Regions from separate parts of the Anser cygnoides genome. Here region 1 is linked to region 2. Evidence: chromatin contacts called from public Hi-C data. All regions are on one chromosome and are shown on one strand. The core of a region is the stretch at or near the end of the contact, and the rest is flanking DNA. Distances in the headings are between cores, read along the strand shown.

Evidence for each region. Hi-C and Micro-C count contacts between places; a contact is called where the count stands out from the background.
Region 1: a contact with region 2 is called in a Hi-C map of liver, with 4 times the contacts expected there. The contact joins two enhancer-like sites. A contact is called at or near these places in 2 of 7 Hi-C or Micro-C datasets (both in liver).

The regions. Positions count from the first base shown.
Region 1 is chr1:143,357,572-143,363,846 of Taihu_goose_T2T_genome, reverse strand. MAP4K4 (mitogen-activated protein kinase kinase kinase kinase 4) reads right to left here. Exons shown (of 30, transcript XM_066984391.1): 10 at 5,001-5,176; 11 at 4,240-4,312; 12 at 3,561-3,771. Among named protein-coding and RNA genes, the nearest start is that of IL1R2, 72 kb to the left of the region's middle. Within about 2 kb of position 2,171, at least 1 of the 3 cell types and tissues checked has open chromatin away from gene starts, as enhancers often do. A contact at or near this core is called in liver, where this site is marked.
Region 2 is chr1:143,267,810-143,274,097 of Taihu_goose_T2T_genome, reverse strand. All of the region lies in intron 2 of MAP4K4 (mitogen-activated protein kinase kinase kinase kinase 4), which reads right to left. Among named protein-coding and RNA genes, the nearest start is that of MAP4K4, 21 kb to the right of the region's middle. Within about 2 kb of position 4,542, at least 2 of the 3 cell types and tissues checked have open chromatin away from gene starts, as enhancers often do. A contact at or near this core is called in liver, where this site is marked.

The sequences.
Region 1 (6,275 bases), core at 922-3,421, 92 kb before region 2:
ATCAGCTTAGGAAGAGGATTATTAAGACTGATAACGAGACTTTTATTTTGCCCACAAAATAGTAGAGATAAGTCAGGAGTAGAACTTCTTACTCAGAACCAGTCCAAACTGCAGGCTATTTAAATGAAGTAGATATGAATAATCTGCCCTTATGTAAAAGAAACAAACCCCGACAGAAATCACCTGCGGGTACACGTACATTACCATCTTAGTTCAAATCAGGAATGCTCTTTTGAAGTGAATCATCCAATCATCTCCTCTTACCAGGTTTTGTTTCATATTTTAAAGAGGTTTCATAGTGCCAACCACTCCTTTTGGATGAAATTAAAAAGGCAGATGCACTCCAACCGCAAGCAGGCAGGCAGTCTAGACCTCGGCTAATCCAAAGCGACTCCTCCTGTCTTCAAACACACGTAGCGAAGTCTTTGGGTCCTCAGCACAACAATTACTGTGCTGTAAATCAAAATCTGTTTCTACTGGACTGTACTGCTTGCCAATGGAGCTATACCCTATCACCTCAAAAACATCCATCTTAGGTTCTCATAACCAGGGACAGAGACATCATTTAATCAGCTTACCCAAAACTGCAGAGGTCCACAAAGAATGGGATCCCACCACAGCTAATTCTGCATTTGTCAAACCAGACTCAGTTTTGCGAAGTAAAACTCAAATGTGTCTCCACATGCATCACACCGAGCAATGGTGTCTCCGTGTTGCTGAACAGAAACACAGACACCTGTTGGAACAGCCTAGCACAGCTCAGATCTCTTGTTTTAACCATCTAAGTACTCGTATGTCATGGAGCTGATAGTTATGCAACGAATCCTTATGCTCATTTTTAAAGGAGGGTGGGAAGGAGCAAGAGCAATCCCCGTTACAAAATGTTTCAAGTAATTTCCTGCACTTTGACCATGTATAATTTCCACCTCCTAAGTCATACACAAATCACAAGGTCCCTGCAACAACTTGTAAAAGTCACCTCTATGCCTTTTAAAAAGTAATCTTTTCTCTTACACTGCTGAGAATTATATTTGGCAGATGTCCTAAGCACCGTTCCTGTTGCAGTCTTAGTCAAAACTGTCTAGGCTCTGGGCCAGCATTGTAAGAACAAGTCCTCAATTTTAATTTAGGAATGAGGGGGGGGGACAAGCAACTTGTCCAAGGAGATTATCTAACACATAAAATTCTTCCCAAAGAACGTCAAATAGGTATACCAAAATACACAATTACTGTATACAGGCAAAAATTAAAAGAAAGCAATGCTTCGTAAAAATATCAACAAACCGATGTAAACCCAGAGATTCAATGCCTGATGCTAATCTTAACTCACATTACCAAGCTTCTCATTGTTTACTAGCCTCATCAAAACAGTGGGTGAGTTAAGGACAGAGTGACAACATTTCAATATTTTGGCCTTCAATTGTGTCACAACACTGATGTTTATCTAAATACGTGTCTACCACCCTTCCCCCATCTTAAAGAGCTTGTTTTGGCTGTTGCTTTGTTAGGAATCACCGGGGACCACACATTTTTCCAACAGAAGATCCAACAAATTGAGTTGTTTTTTTTTTTTTAAAAGCTTACTGTGAACCTTCATTTAATTCATTTTAAGGACAATATTCACCAGCACCACCTGCAAAAGGAAACCTTTACAGCTTGTCATTCATATTTATGTTTCTAAGTGAACCAGGCAGAGGTTATAGACTCAATAAAAGATAATAGCTTCTCTCTTTCAAACTCTACATGGCTTGCTGTGTAACCTTATTCAGTAATACATCAACCTACATTACATGCTGTCTTGTGGTTGCTAAAGTTGTTAGCTCTGCCTTGTATTTTAAGAAGCAGCAGAACTGTTTTAAACATAGCTTTCAGATACCTGACTTTTCTTTCAATTGCTCATTAAATTGTGATTTCTGCAACATCTCAAAAAAACTTTCAACCCTGTGCAGCAAAGAGGGATATTGCTTAATTCCCATTATTAGCAGCAATGTCTCCTTTATTTTAAAAGGAAACTACTAAAGTTAAATGACCTAGACAATTTAATTGTAATCCCCTTTCTCACTGGAGAAGTACCCCTGCAGAACCCTAGAGATTAAAGAGGCATTTAAAAGACCTTGTTGACTAAGCTAAAGTTTAGAGGATAAGTGATATCTCAACTTTTGCCCACCTTTGTTTGACATTATTAATTTAAAAAAAAATATTTTCACATTGGCTCCTTGTTCTCTCTTCATAGCATCTTTTTATGATCTGCTCCCCCTGCAACATCGCTACGGAGCCAGAGTCTAAAAACAGCTGGATGAGCAATGATGTTTATCTTGGCAATCTCAGAAGGGTGGGGAAGAAACAGAGGAGAAAATGGAGTTTATAAGCCTCCCCCGTGTCCCTCCTCCTCCTGGTTCTATGTGTGGCTGAGTGTTTGCTACCAGTCCCTTCTTACAACAGCACTAAATTCACTGGCACATTGAAAAGGAGGGATAAGGAGCATAGCGTGACCTGAAAAGCCATTTGGAATCTTCTATTATTTGTTACGTAAACACGTCACGTGAAATTTAAAGTCAGGATGCAAATCAACATTTGGTCCTGGTTGCCTCCTCGTTAAACATTACAAGGATTTGGAAAACCAAACTGGGTGTAGTTTTTCCACCATTGCTAAGTGAACAGTAGAAACAGCGACTCAAACAAGAGGTCATTTAAGGACGACTGGAATCTGACCCTGCACTTCCTGAGGAGCCAGATGATTGGTTTCACTGCAGCTTTCATACCCAGCTTTGGCTAAAGAACCGTTTTGAAAGTTCTGAAGCTCATAGTGAATATTCTACTATGTAGATATAAACATGCACAAGATCTTAGGAGGCAAAAAATAGGACAGAACAGTATTCTATATCTGCATTTTTCCTTTACTTTTCAGACTGTATACTGCACACCTGCCATACCACAAAAGTGTGATTTAGTTATTAACAATTTTTATACAATTATAATTTCAGCACCGATTTTAAATCATATTTATAATTCTGTGTGGCTTTTAGTCATCATGGTACTATGTGTGAGAGGAGTAATACACGAAAAAAAAGGTTTCTGCCTACCATGAATGAGTGCCAAACACAGATGTTTGAGAAAGCTTTCAAGTGAAATTCTAAGCATGTCATGTCCCCCCTCAAAATCATCTTAAGGCACTGCCCAATTAAAAAAAAAAATCCATAGGGGAATAATTAATGTCTCTCATTCTCTACAGCTACCTAAAGCCTAGACATGTTGTCTCTTCTTTGGAACAGAGACCAAGGCCCAGCCTTCCCCCAGATACCTTCAAACAACTAGGCTTTGGCTTCTGTTGCCTCCATAGGAGCTGCTGGATATTCAGTGCTTCGGGAGACTGCTCATATTCAAGTAGCCAAACATGGATTTAAGTGTTTTGCTCTACATTTGCCAGTGGATTTGCACGTGTTGTTTTCCTTCCTGAGATGTGCTGGAGCTACAGGGAACTCTTTCTAAATGGGCGTGGGAATGGGAAACACAAGTGGAAAAGGGGCTCTTGGCGCCGAGCACCAGCCTGCCGTCTCTACCTCTTCCAGCCGTCTCCTTTGCTCCTTTTGCTGTTCGATACGCTTCTGCCTCTCTGCCAGCAGCTGCCTCTTGTACTCCTCCTGCTCGCGGAGCTGCTGCTCCTGCAGCAGCTGCTGCCTCCGAAGGGCCTCGGACCGTTCCTTGTTTTCCTGCTGCAGCCTCAGGAAATCACGTCGGAGGGTTGATTCTCCAGGCACATTGACAATGGAACTGCAACAAAAGGAAGTTGAAGCCTCCCATACAATAAAGCCTGATGGGCCATTAAATACCTTTTCCAAAGCAGGGGAACATTAATAAAATATATCATGACGTTAAATTTTAATCTCATTTCTTTCAGAATGAAGACACTGGATGCACATCAAATACGCACTCGCAGTGGAAGGCGTGAAATGAGGCCAAGCAAAATAAGGACCAACTCTGACATTTCGGAGCCCCTGACCAGTCACATTTACCATAAATCTCCTTCCATTCAGAGCTCTCTGGCTCTAAGCCATATGAGAGGGAGCTTTAAAACCTTTAGCAGTCATACAAGAGGTATTCAAACCCTCCGGGTGGTTTGTGTGGCTTGTGCACACACTTAATAGAAGACAGAAATTTAGTGTGCTCCTGATTTATAGTCATGGGCTTTAGACTAACTTGGCATGAACTGCCCAGAGTCCTCCAAACAGCAGTTATTACCTTGGCTCTCCTTCTTGTTCAGGCACTTCCTCCTCTTCTTCCTCACTTCCACTATATTCATACTCCGTCTCATCTAACAGGAAAGAAACAATGGTCCAGGTAGTGCTTATCTTTAACTTGAGGACAGTGGGGACTTGCAGCAGCACCTTAATGAACCAGTTCCTGTCCCCTTCAGTGAGAAGATCCATCTCAGACCCTAGGATTCATTCTGCATATACAAAGCCCATCTTCCCACACATGTAAAGCGGCGCAGTGCTTTGCAGTGGATTTTCAGCACATTTCCTGAATGACACCAAGTTTTACATGTAAGACAAGACACCTGGAAAACCTTGGCAGCACCTGAACAAAGAGTACAGGCTGCCCAAGACGTTCGCTTCATAGGTCTTGTGATGTGTTATTTCCTGTGAGTCTGATTTATGGCGTCATTCCAGGAATTAACTTACTACAAAACAAAAAAGGGAAAGGCATATATGCCAGTATCCTCCTGACTACTGATTAACACTCACACAGAAGAGGCATAGCCTAGATGAGAGTAAATTTAAATTCTCTGAAAATATGACACTTGCAACCAATATTTTCTCTGTAGATGGAGAGAACAAAACCTAAAAGTCTGCTGATAGTCAACACGTGAATGAAAAAAGAACCTCTCAAGGGGATGGGTTGTTTGGAACTTTTCTAGGGGTGGGGTTTTAGAAGAAAAAGCAGGGCACAAATACCTATTTCTAATAAGCTGCAAGACTGGATTTTTAGAAGCTGCATACCTTTTTCTCCTCTCTTCTTCCTGGTCCTGTCTATATGGTCCTTAAGCTGGATTCGAACTTGCCTTTCATTTGGTTGGTCACGTATAAACGGATGTTTCAACAGTTGTTCCGTAGAAGGTCTCTGCATGTAATTCTTCACTAGACAGCCTTCTATAAAGCTGAAAAACTTTTTTGACCTGAGAAAACGTGAAGGGGGGAAAAAAAGCAAAACTTAAGATCACAGCTAGAACTCAGCTCAAACAATTTTTTTCTATTCTCCCCCAAAGCCTAATTCCTTTGAATTCCTTAATTCCTTCCACAGAACATCACGTCCCTGAGGATGGTACAAGCGCTGTCTGCAAGTGTGCATCCAAAACAGAGCTGAGCGTCCTCCAGCCGAACATCAGGCTAGATGGACACAGGGCGATGCTGACATACCTGCAGCACTTTGGCACAGCCCTGCAGTAATGTGCCCTCTTTCACAGACATAATTGCCCTGAAAGGCAGGATGTATTAGTGAAAGCAGATCATGCAAACCCAGCTCTGCTACTTCTGGGCCAGAGCTGGCCTGCATCCAGCTTGCTTGGAGCACAGGCAGGGCAGCTCTGGTGTGTCTCCACCTGCCCATGCTATCTAAGGGCATGTCTACTTCAGACGAGCCATGAGGAAAGCCGCAAGAGCTGCTGCCAACATTTTACCAATGCGAGAAGCACCACACTGCTTTTACGTGCACCTGGGCTCACTGAGATAGGTCTGCGAGAGCTTACAATTATTTTAATTTTCACCTTAAGAGCCACACAAATAAATCCTCTTAGAACAACACGCGGGTGTTGAACATTGTTGGCTGTTCAACACCAGCACGTGGGGTCAAATTCTCACTGACACAATTTGAAGGGCATAAACCCAACTGAACTCCTCCTGCACACCACATAAAGTGACAGGGTATGTAAGTTTGTCAAACTGGAGCACCATCTTTCTAAATTTGCAATTAATTTGAACTCTTGCAAGAGGACCTCTCCAGACAGAAGTCACCAAACAAGCTGCCTTGCAAAATGCCATTAATGAAAATATTCTCAACTGTATTTTTCATCATTTGGCCTATTTTCTCATAACTTGCCACTGACTACACTAAATAAAAACAGCTGAATCTCAGCAGTCCTTGCTTTGGCCAGATTCACTTTTTGCCTATTTGGTGTTCTCATACTGCTCCTGTGCCTGGGCAGCAAACGCTTCCATTAAATGGTTAAACGCAAAACCAACAATGGCTCCCACCCATCGCTTCACTTTCCTAGTGCC
Region 2 (6,288 bases), core at 3,293-5,792:
TTTTCTCTGCACTAAGTGCAAACACTCTGGGAAACTATCAGATTTCACTGGAACTTCACAAGCATCGCACCTCTGTGTTCAGCTCCGTTTCAGTGGGTCAAAAATCTGTATCCATGACTCCTATTAAGGTACAGCGCACGTCACAAAAATAGCCACATTTAAATAAGCACAGTTGTGTAACATCATGCAGCAGAGCTCCAATATAACCTGGTTTATTCTTGCTAGCCTGGATAGAAGAGGCAGGTTATAATTACATTAGGAAACCTCTCCTTTAACCCTGAGAGAGACCTAGAGAAGATAAGCCCTCTCAACGTCTCGGCTTTCTGTTCCGTTTTTCTGTTTTGCCTCCACTGTCAATAAAGGCAGAATTGTGTATCGCAGCACTTAAGCCAACCCATAATTCACGGCAGCATCCCGAGCTGATTAGTTCTGTTGTATAATCAGGTCTCCTTGATGCAGCAGGGGACTGCTGTTCAGGCACCGGGAACTTACTGTGCCACTTTCACCATAAGCTGTGTTAGACAGGATCCTTCTTCACCTTTTATCAACCTGATTGAGCCTTGCATAAACCTAGTGATTGAGGCAGGGACTAACGATGAATACATGCACATACGTGTCCAAGCGAGAGGGAGGGCAAAAATGTAGAAGTCCTGATCTTAAAGCAGCTAGCAGCCTGCCAGAGCAGTTAGCATTCTCTCTTTAATATGTTAACATGCATGATTTATATTATTCTGATATGCAAAACACACACGGTTCTCTCGTACCCTGAAAAATTCATGTTAACTACACAGAGGAGTCCAAGCAGCAATGCAGCAGTGAGAGCTCTTAGTCAGGAGTTGCATGAAACGCCTGAACAGGGATATTCCACACGTGGCTTTAGTTCCACACAGTAATCCCACCTCTTTGCATGACATCCACCTTCCTACCCTTTTTGGCTTCCTTTTGTTGTCTTACCTGTTGTGGAGAGGCAAACTTTTAGTCAAAATTAGCACCTCACAGGATTTCACCATTCAAACCCTTGGTAAGATGTTGCTCAGTATTTCCAGCAAAGAGGAGAAGAATAGCTAAAAGCACAGAACAAGACCATTCCAGCAAACTCTGAATTTCTTTTTTGCTATTTTCTAGCCTGCATGAATATCTAACCCCCCCGATTTAGAAAGAAGCAGTTTGGGGCCCAATTTGCTGTAATTTTGTAAAAGGGAAGTTTAACACAGAAAACTATTTTCTGAAAACACCGTGTGGAACTGATGTATACAACAACTAAGCATTGTCCTGCTAAAAAACCCTGCCATAGTACTTCAGTACTGTTGTGTGAATGACTTTGGGCCCACACACCAGCCATCCTGGTGCAAACATCTCCTCTACCAACCACCGACCTTCCTGAACCAAATTTTAAAGCACAAAGCCAAAACTCAGAGCTCGGCTCCTAACTGAGGTTCAGCAGCCACTGAAGGTCGCTCTGGTGTGGTCCTGGGCTCAGCCCAGCAAAACTTGAGAATAGCTGAAATAGAAGGAGTGACAATAACCTGAAACCACTGTTGGTCCTCAATCCCTGACTTAGTGATTTCGGGCAAACAACAACTCAGCATTTTCTGGTCCCGGCACATCACCAACAAAGGCTGAGCCAGAGCGAGCAATAGCCTCGTTAGGAAAACAGTTACAAAGCCTTCTCCCAGTTTAGCATTTTTAATTTCTGTTTAAGGTGATTAGATCCGTGATTTGGAAGTTGGGCAGAACGTGAGATGAAAAGGCAAGCGCGAGGCTCCAGGTCAGGATTAACCCCAATGGCAGCACGTCAAGGTAAAGGAGTTCATTTTCAAAGCAGCAAGCTCCCTTGGAGCAGGCAGTTTAAAGTCAGTGCCTGGCATTTCTGTTTTCTCATTATCGCTTCCTCTGAGGTACAACAGTTTAGAAGGAAAAAGGAAACAAAGCAACACTTCATCACCATATACACATAATACGGCACACCCAGTTCTTGCCCAACAAAAAACACCTCTGAAGCTATTCCCGATAAGCCAAGTAAAGCAAGCAACAGAAACATCATGGGGATGTGCTTCTGAGGATGGGGAAGTAGAGAAACATTACTAACAGTTACCACAGTGTTCCTTGATTTTCCTTCTGTCCTGTGAAAGGAAATGATTTTGTTCTTAGCTGATATACAAGAGACGGTTTGGACTTGTAATCTACTGGCAAGCCTGATAAAGGAGGCAAACAAGCTTTGTGTTCTCATTGAGCATGGTATTTACAGAAGAATTTGGCTCCTTCTGTCCTTCAGTCCTTCGCTGGGGGTAAACTGGCACCTACCAGCAGGAATTTCTCCGTTCAGCCAGGCCTGCCCTCCCCTGTCAGTGCTGAGGCACTTTTTTCCTGCAAATGCAGTCAAGGAAGGGGCTGAAATGGGTGCCAGCTTCCTGGTCTCCCCTCTCTATTCATGCAAAGTATTAAAGTCTCAGGAAGAGAGCAGGGTCGGTTCCACCACGACTTTCCTACAGCACAGCAGATGATGGAGCAGCTCTCAGGGGGCAGGAGGTAAGGGATCACGTCTCAGGGGAAGAGCTCAGACCCCAGTTTCCAGCTAGCCAAATGCTCTAGCTAATCCACTACAGAAGCACCACCAGCATCCCCATACGCTTCCTGAGTGCTCATGTGGCTGTGGAGTCCTCAAAGGAAGAGCCATTTTCTGCAGCCCAAAGGTAAGCCTTCAGCTCCAGTCACAGCCCCGTTGCACACAATTCTCGCCAGCGTTTCACTTGACCCATACGTGGCTGTTGAGACACACACGATTTGTGCTGATGGTCCCAGAAGATAGCAAGGCACTACCTGCAACACTGCCCGGAGCGAAAACGGAGCGGGCAGCACGTAACGTTATCAAAAAGGGAAGGGAAATTATGGGGGCTCACCCTGCCTAACCACCCTTCCCTCCAAATCATACCGTATTTTCTATGATATAATTAGTAGCAAACTGCCGTCTCCCCCATCATTAGAGGGACTTTTCTGCTACCACCAGCCCAGGCTGGCCTGCGGTCGAGCAGGGACCCCGTTCCTGGGTTGCCAGACCACATTTCTCTCTGCTTGCCCCGTAACTGGAAGCTCTCCCTGGACTTCCCGATTTATCACGCCATGTGCTGTCCATGCCCACAGCAGAAGGCAGCGCACACAGACAGAGGTGGACCCTGATGAGCAAGAACCCCCAGCAGCCTAGCTTCCCGTTCCCCTTTTTTCAAACCCTGTATTTTCCAGCAGCATTCCCAGAAGCCCACTTCAGAGTAAAAGATCCCCACAGGACAAGCAGAAGACGACGCGGCCGTTTTGCAGCCCAGGCCCAGGCAGCCCGCGGGGCTTTGACAGAAGGGCACGTCGGGCAGGAAGCCCCAGAAACCTGGGATCAGAGAGTCCACAGAGACTTAAAAACTTAAGCGACCTTAAAAACGGATTTCATGAGTAATTCACCCTTGACTGGTTGCACACCCATACGTGGGCTTGGCACAGTGTGGTCAAAGCGGTTGCTGGATGACTCTTATCAAGATAAAATTGGCACTGCTGAACTCTGCCTAAAAGCAAGGGCAACAATCGGCTGGTACGGGCATAATTTATCACAGCTCTTGCAGACGGAAGTTAAATGTGCCAATCACAGCACCTCCGGGCACCAGACCACAAACAAATACAAGATTTGCAAAGACCACCTGCAAAAGGAGGTCACGTCGATGCATACATCTGCATTAAAATAAAGAAAAAGTCAACCATTATGCAAACCGCTGGACACTGCATTTTAAAAGCTTATCGGGCGAGCGTAGCCGAGCTGACAGGGCCTCCGCAGGAGGAGGATGTGCTTGTTAGGGGTATCCCTGTGAGGTTGGGTTGACATTGCCTTCTCAGAGGAAAGGAGAGCTTGCTTGAGCAATTTGCTTAATGCTGCATCTATTTTAAGAGCAGTGACCCAGATCTTTGTTTTGTCAGCAGATGACTTGGGTAACAGAGATGAATTGACAAGGAGTTAAACCGGCATTGGGCAACGCCAAGGTGCTGACAAGCACCGGCAGGTGACGGAGGAAGGTGGCACCACCAGGCTCTTCCACCTGAGCTTAAGCTTCCCAAAATGCCGTCAGCCCGAGGGTCACCTGTGGCCAGATTAAAATCTGCCGCGGATATCGCCTTACCAGCTGTGTGACCGTACCACTGTGACCATACCCACGGGGTAAGCACCGCTCCGGCCACCACGGCCACCAGAAGAGCTGCAGAGACCACGGAGACGTTCAGACTGGGCCAGGATCGTGAGGCACTTGCCTGATCTCGAGCACACATTTTTATTACGGTTGATGAATACGCAGCTGAGCTGTTGGCAAACAGAGAGGAGACACTTCGCCCAGGCCCGAAGACACGGGGAAATGAGGGCTGTTAGCAGACAGCTAGGAAAGACAGAGCCAGTCAGGTGGCTGGTATTACATTTTCTGTCTGGTAAGGTCTTTTGTTTCAGCTGTCTCCAGCATTTCTTAAATACCTATAACCTTATGGAAAACAGACTGGGGAAAGATTAATTTCCCGTGTATCGGATATTCTGAAGGACGGGGCATTCGAAGCTCAGATATCATTGTGGGGAATAAAATGACAGAAAACATCTCCGGAGGGGGTCTTAACAGGGTATCAGGAAGGTCTCTCAGGAGACAAACAACCGCAGATCTGGTTAAAACAGGGGAGAGACTGCAAGCTAGCCCCCGGGCTGCACCCCTAGCTGGGTGAAAGTATTTTTAGCAACCCTGCTCCGCACAGGGACATGCTGATTCCTCGCAACAAAACTTTCGGCCCGGCACACCAATGCTTACAAAACATTTTTATTTACCCTCCACAGTCCAGAGTCTGCTGGACCAAAGCACATGAGCACTAAAGCAGCAGCAAGAACAGACTGTCTAAAACAGCAACAACCAACTGCTTATGCAGTTTGGTTTTTTCCCCTTGACCTCCCTCTCCATTCGGCATATTGCGAACACCACCACGTTGCCTGGCGTAAATTACGAAGTGGGGACAACATGGGTGCATCTGCTCAGCAGAAATCACCTGAGTGCAGAGCTCCCTGGGAAGATGAGCTGATGCAAAGGCTGGAAACGCGACCGGGCTGCTCAGCGCCGAGCAGGTGAAAGCTGCGACCTTTGCTCCGCCGGCAGCCGAGGAGAAAGCAAACAGGCACGGCAGCTACATGCAAACACCCTCCAACTACGCCTCTGTGGGAGAGGAGCAGCCAGAACCCTGCTGAAAAGGGCATCAAACTCTAAGCTGAAGAAAAAAAAAATGAAACAACAACCAAATATTTTCTGACTAGCAATTTAAGAATTAACTATCAAAGAAAAAGGGATTTTAAGGGAGAGCAAACGCCCCCCCTGCATTCACTCCTCCCCTCCTACCATCCTCGATGCACTGGCTGCTGCCACCACCATGGCAAATTGCTGCCAACAGCAGAGCAAGACACGGTTCTTTAGAAGCAAATACGCACGCCCGCCCTTTTAATAAGGGATTTTTAATAACATATAAGAAGTAGCAATAAAACCTGTGCTAATACAATACAGCTAATCAAATCTTTCTGATGCAATAAATTTCAGGCGCGGACCTCCCCGCGACACCAGACCTCCCTGCGTCAGAAATGGAGCCTTATCGCCGGCTCCGCGGGGACTGCTCTGCCCATCACCAGGACGTGGCCGTGCCCCGTTACACCCAAGGGCTCCTTCCCAGACGAAACAGGATCACCATGGGGGCGGGGGGCAGAAAAAAAGGCAAGATGAAGAAAAACGTCAGGATCCTGGAAGGCTTGAAAAATCAAAAGTAATTGAAAGCGAACGGAATTCGACTCTACTACAGATTTATCAAATATTTAATGCAGAAAACCCCCTAAGCATGCCACTGTCACCCGAGCTGGAGAGAAATGTGCTTCTTTCCTAGCATATGGCTTAATCTGCTCCCAGGATGCATCTCTTTGCTCGGTAATTTCAGTTTAAACAGAAATGAACTGTAGATGTATATTTTAGCTAAATGACTGGCTTCTTTAAACAGACCCTGGGTAAGAGGGGCATTAACCTCCTCTCCCCCGGCCTGCTCAGCACCACTTATCGGTGACATGAAGCGCCTCTTTTCAGGGCGCGCCCTTTAATCCTTCTGCTGCCTCCACGTGAACCTCCGGCAGTGCAATGCCCCCCAGCGCCCGGTGCCCCCGCTCTGATCCTCAACCAGTCCCCTCACCGAGAGCATCAAACACAGCGGGTTAAATTCAGCGGAGCAGGACAAACAGGATCCCTGTCCAAG